Regions from separate parts of the Oryctolagus cuniculus genome. Here region 1 is linked to region 2. Evidence: chromatin contacts called from public Micro-C data. All regions are on one chromosome and are shown on one strand. Each heading gives the region's core, a stretch centred on a gene start, on an enhancer-like site or on the middle of the called end of the contact. The rest is flanking DNA. Distances are from core to core; before and after follow the strand shown.

The links. A called contact is a pair of places that touch in the nucleus more often than the background predicts.
Region 1: a Micro-C map of ear pinna shows a contact between it and region 2, with 2.1 times the contacts expected there. The contact joins the promoter of EPB41L1 here to the enhancer-like site in region 2. A contact is called at or near these places in 2 of 6 Hi-C or Micro-C datasets (ear pinna and skin fibroblasts).

What each region holds. Positions count from the first base shown.
Region 1 is chr11:22,184,940-22,187,639 of mOryCun1.1, reverse strand. It overlaps EPB41L1 (erythrocyte membrane protein band 4.1 like 1), which reads left to right and starts at 1,414. Exons shown (of 24, transcript XM_070051888.1): 1 at 1,414-1,566.
Region 2 is chr11:22,147,003-22,149,702 of mOryCun1.1, reverse strand. All of the region lies in intron 2 of EPB41L1 (erythrocyte membrane protein band 4.1 like 1), which reads left to right. Among named protein-coding and RNA genes, the nearest start is that of EPB41L1, 38 kb to the left of the region's middle. Within about 2 kb of position 1,357, at least 1 of the 8 cell types and tissues checked has an H3K27ac peak or open chromatin away from gene starts, as enhancers often do. A contact at or near this core is called in ear pinna, where this site is marked.

The DNA.
Region 1 (2,700 bases), core at 165-2,664, 38 kb before region 2:
TGCTGGCTGCCCAAATAAACTAACTTGATTTTCCCCTGAGCTTTTTGAGGTACCCTTCTATCCTAAGTGTTCCAGACAAATTCGTTATCAATAATCCTTTTAGTTATAATTTTCCCTCTTGAACAGGCCATGCTCAGGTCTGCTTAGTTTTGCCCTCCCTCCATGTGTGGAAGTTCTCGGGGTCCCTCCCTGACTCCTGGTGTTCTCAGCGGCTCACTTTGCACCTGCTTTTAGCATCCTCCTATAGCAGAGGCAGGGACCAAAACCAGGAACCGGCACTGCTGGGCTTCACCTGGGCCTTCCTGCCTGGAGGGGAGACCTGGGACAAGCTGTCCAGCTGCAAAATGGGGGGAGGCCCGCTGCCGCTTAAGACGCGGTCAGGGCCAAATGAGACAAAGCAGTGGAAGCTCCTGCAGGTAGCAGGCCTCTGCACGCGTCCTGACTTCGCAGGAAAACCTCACAAGTTCCCGAACACTGCTTCTTGCTCGGGCTTCTGGGCTTTAGTTCTAACAAAGGAGGCCCGGGTTCCCAGCCCAGGGCGCTTCTGGAGGGTCTGGCCCTGCCCCAGGAGCCCCAGGGCAGGAAATCCATCGATTTCTTCATCTCTGGTGTGGGGACACAGACGCTATCCTGGGCTCCTTCAACTTAGGCCAGTTCTTCCCTCGCCGGAGCCTCAGTCTACTTAAAGCAGAACCCGAAGGAACGCCGGTAGGTGTCGTGGACTCCACCGTGGAGGTGCCCGGGCCTGTGGAAGGTGGGCGTCAGGGTCCCCGCAGCCCCCGGCGCCATGCGCGGCGAGCTCCGGCCGCAGGAACAATGGCAGGGTGGCGTGGAGGCGGGTGGGCGTAGGCCAGGTCCCGGCCCGGGGCAGACGAGGCGGGCGAGCCGGGCTCCGGACCGCGGGGTTAGTCCGGGCCACCGGGCCGAGAGCCGAGGCGTGTGAGCCAGGGAAAGCCGAGGTCGGCGCTGGCAGGGACCCGGGAGGAGGCGGGGGCGGGGCCCGAGCCCACCCGGCTGGGACTGAGAGGGCCACGAGGCCCCGGCGGGGGTCTCCTGCTCCGCCTCGCCCCGCCGCTGGCGCCGGGCCTCTGAGCTCCGCCGCGGCTCAGGTAGGCGCCGGGCCCACGTGCGGAGGCGGGCGGCGGACCCCGGCGGCGGGCGGGCTCGCTGGCGCAACCCCCTCCTCTGCTCCCCTCCCCGGGGCCGGCGCGGCTCCTCCCGACGCGCGGCCCCGGCCTGGGCTCCGGCTCTGGCGTGACTCCGGCCGCCGCCGACTGGCCGCGGCGCTCGCTAGTCCGCCGGCGACTGCTGCCTGGGCTGCCGGGATCGCCGCCGCCGCCGCCTCCTCCGGGGCAGCCGGCCGGGGCGGGGCGGAGGGGGAGAGGGGGCGTGGGGGCGGGCGGGGAGGGGGCTGAGCGCCGTGGGAGGGAGGGAAGGAGCGAGCGAGTGAGCCAGCGAGCGGGGCATTTCTGCGCAGCTCCAGTGCGCCTCGGAGCCCGCCGGGGCGGCCGCCGGACGCGGAGACCGAGGGACATCAGCGTCCGGAAGCCGAGCTGCGGCCGCCAGGTGAGCCCGCCCGGCACCGGGCGCTGGCCCCGGGGCCGCCTCCACGTCCGAGCTCGCGTGTGTGTTGGGGGGGGGGTGATCGCCGGGCGCTGCGGGCGCTGTCCCCGACTCGCGAGCACTGACAGCCGGCAGGCGGGCTCCGGGGGGCGGGCGCCAGGGTCCGGAGCCTCCGGCTCGGTTCGAGCGCTTCGGAGCTGGCGCGGGAACGTGCGTCGGGGCCCAGGGTTCCGGGCGTGTGGGTGTGAGCGCGCTTGTGCTCGGGATCGGTGCAAGGGGATGCTCGGGGCGCGCGCGCGCGTGTGCGCCGAGTGTGCGCCCCGCGGGTGGCCTGAGCACCTCTGGTGAGGGCGTGTGTGCTTGCGGGTGTCCTCCGCGAGTGTGTCTGTGAGAGGGTGTGTCCCAGTGTGTAGCCGAGAGTGTGTGCGTGCTACCGAGGGTGTGCCCGTGGCTTCGCTTGCGGCTGGAGCCAGGGGTGGGAGGTGTGAGTGTGTGTCGCCGTGTGCGCGCCAGTGTGGTTCCCGTGTGTGCGCGTGTGAGCGCGGGTGTGCACCCGCGTAGCCCCCGTGTGCGTGTGCGCGGCTTTGTCTCCGCACTGTCGGGAGGAAGGGGTGGGGGCGGCGGCCCGGGAGCTGCTGTCGCCGGGAGTCCGGCACCTGGCCCGGGCGGTGGGTGGCGGCGGCGGCGGGGGCGGCCCAGCCGGGCAGAGACTCCCTGCTGGCAGGTGGGCGGCCACACCCCGGGGGCCGGAGGGAGCTGGGCCCGACCGTGGAGCCCGCGCTCGGAGCCGAGCAGGAGCGGAAGGCGTGTCCTGCCTGAATCCTGGGTGCGCGCGTGAGGGGGTGGGCGAATGGGTGTGGAGGGAGGGGTCCTGGGGGTGGGGGTGGCGGCGACAGCGGTCTCCAAGCGGTGACCCAGCCCAGTTCAGAGAGCCATTTCCTGTCGTGGCTCGGGCACTGTCGCCTAGGGCCAGACCCAGCTTAGCCTGGTCAGCCACTATCCCCCCTGCACCCCTGCCCGGGAGAGCCACCTCACAGGTGTCTTGAAAGGATTGGGAGGAAGAATCACTCTCTTAAAGGGCCGTGTCCCACGCCCCGGAATCCCCCCTCCGGAGACCCCTATACTTTGAGAGGCACC
Region 2 (2,700 bases), core at 108-2,607:
GAGCCCGCGGCGTCTGGGTGAAGGGCAGGCAGGGTTCTCGATTTCTCCCCCAGCTCCCCCTGGGGTGGGAGGCGGGACAGCGCGGAGGGGGCGGCCTAGTTTCACGGAGGCCCTTCTCTAACCCTTGAGCCGATTTCCTCAGCTGGGGGCTGGGCCGCGCAGTGATTCACCTGCCGTGTGGCGGGGTAAGCACACAGCCTGCGCCCGGGTGCCCCACGTCCACGCGAGCCTGAGCGGGGGCCCAGCCAGGCCCCTTCCTGCAGGCATATTCAGAGGGCTTCTGGGCCCCAGGGTCTCCCTGGGCTGAGGTGGGCGTTTCCTTGAGGGTTTCAACCTGCGGGAACAGGTGGACTCCCTGGTTCCCTCCTCAGGCAGCTGTGTTAGCTCCTGACGCTGCTGCTACAAAACACCACACACCCAGTGGCTCGACACACGCGGCTGTGTTCCCCTGGGGTTCTGGGGGGCGGATGTTTGCAAAGCGGCCTTAGGGGGCTGACAACCTGGCGCAGGTGGAGTGGCAAGGGCAGGCTCTGAGGCTGCCCGGGTCCCTTGGCCATAGCCTTCTTCCACTCTGCTGCTGCTTCTTGACGATGTATTTATTTAAAGATTTATTTATTTTGTTTGAAAGGCAGAGTTACAGAGAGGCAGAGAGAGAGAGGTCTTCCATCCACTGGTTCACTCCCCAAGTGGCCACAACAGCTGGAGCAGCGCTGATTCAAAGCCAGGAGCCAGGAGCTTTTTCTGGGTCTCCCATGCTGGTGCAAGGGCCCAAGCACTTGGACCATCCTCCACTGCTCTCCCAGACCATTAGTAGAGAGCTGGATCGGAAGTGGAGCAGTGGGACTCGAACCGGCGTCTGTATGGGATGCCGGCACTGCGGGTAGCGGCTTTACCCACTATACCACAGCGCCGGTCCCCACTCTCTGCTTCTGTTGTCACGTCCCTGGTTCTGCCTCCCCTGCCTCCCTCTTTGTCTTCCGAGGACCCTGTGATCGCAGTGGTTCTGTCTGGACGATCTGAGATTGTCTCACCCTCTCAAAGTGCTTCACGGGTCGCACCCGCTGACTCCCTGTGGTCCTGTGGGGGGACCCTTTCACAGGTTCTGGGCACAAGGACCTGGACATGCTGCTTAGCACGGTGGCCAATGCTAGGGATGGCTCTGGGTTTAGTGGACCCCTAGGTCCTGCCGCTGTTGTGTCAGCAGCCCCCAAGATCAAGGGGACGCGGGGCAGCCTGGGCCTGAGACGCTGTGGCTGGGGACTGTCCCACAGGACTCCGCGGGCAGGGGCCCGGCAGGGAGGCAGTGGACTTGCGATGGTGTTCAGTGAGGCAAACACTGGGGAGAGAGACCCTCTGGGAGGCCCTGCCACGGAGGGCCAGTGCCCCCTCCATGTACTGCCCTTGCTGTGTGCACGTGCACGTGCACGTGTGTGTGTGTGTGTGCGCGCGCGTGCTCATCTGCATCTCTGCTTGAATACTCTCGGGAGGGCCAAGGAGCAGCTCTGTAAAAAGGCCCTTTCTGCTCTTGTTCTTAGGAAAATAATTACACAAGTGACTAATTTTATCCCTAATCCCATAATTACTTTATTATGTGGCGGGTGAGAGGGCCCTGAGCTGTGCCGACGGCGCCACTCTGGCTGCCGGCCCAGTTGGCCTGGTCCGCCGGCACGGGGCACCACCCTGCCTCTGGCCTGGCTTGCCGCGAGGTTGCCCCTGTCCCGTTCTGGCTGAGGTCAGCTACATTTTGGTATTTGGGACCCAAAAGGTCACCGTCCCCTCCCCTCAAGTCCGCGTACAAACGTGGCACTGGGCAGTTAGCTGGCCCCCGGGACTAAGGCTGGGGGAAATCAAGAGATCTGGGGTATAGCTCAGCGCTCTCGTGAATTTGCCCCATGACCTTGAGCTGGGTTTCGACTCCATTGTCTGTACAGTGGGGCCCTGGTCAGCTTTCACACCCAGAGATTCCTGAAGGGAACTGAGCGAGCTGGAACTCAGACCAAGGCAAGTTCCTGCCGTCTGCTGAAACACCACGGTCACGCATCTCCTGATCGTGGCATTACAGATTCGAATGACCAGGGCTGGCACCGTGGTGTGGCAGATAGAGTCACCACCCGGGACGCTGCAGTCCCAATCCCGGCTGCTCCCCCAATCCAGCACCCTGCTAATGGCCTGCGAGAGCAGTGGAGGGTGGCCCACACCAGAGCCCAGGAAGAAGCTCCCGGCTCTTGGTTTTGGCCTGGCCCAGCCCTGGCTGTTGCAGCCATTTGGGGAATGAACCAGCAGATGGAAGATCTCTGTCTCTCTGTCTCTCCCTCGCTCTCTGTAACTCTGCATTTCAAATAAATAAGTAAGTGTTTCAAATAAATTAATAAATAAATAAGACTAGCACCACAGCTGTCACTCAGCGGCTGCCTCCTCCAGAGCAGAGCCAGCTCCTGTCTGTCTCATCCTGTGCCTGAGTGACAGGTGAGACAGGCTTTGTAGAAGAGAAGACCGAAGCAGAGACGCCGTAACCCGAGCTCTCCGCCTCTGCCCCGTTGTCTTCTACTAAATAAAGGAAGTTGTGGGGCTGGGATTTGAACCCAGATCTGTCTCGCTCTTTCCATAAGGCCGCCTGCTGGAATTGGGGGCGGACTGTTGACATTTGACTGTCAAACTGGCTGCGGCAGAGACAGGGACAGCAGAGGACAGCGGCCCCTC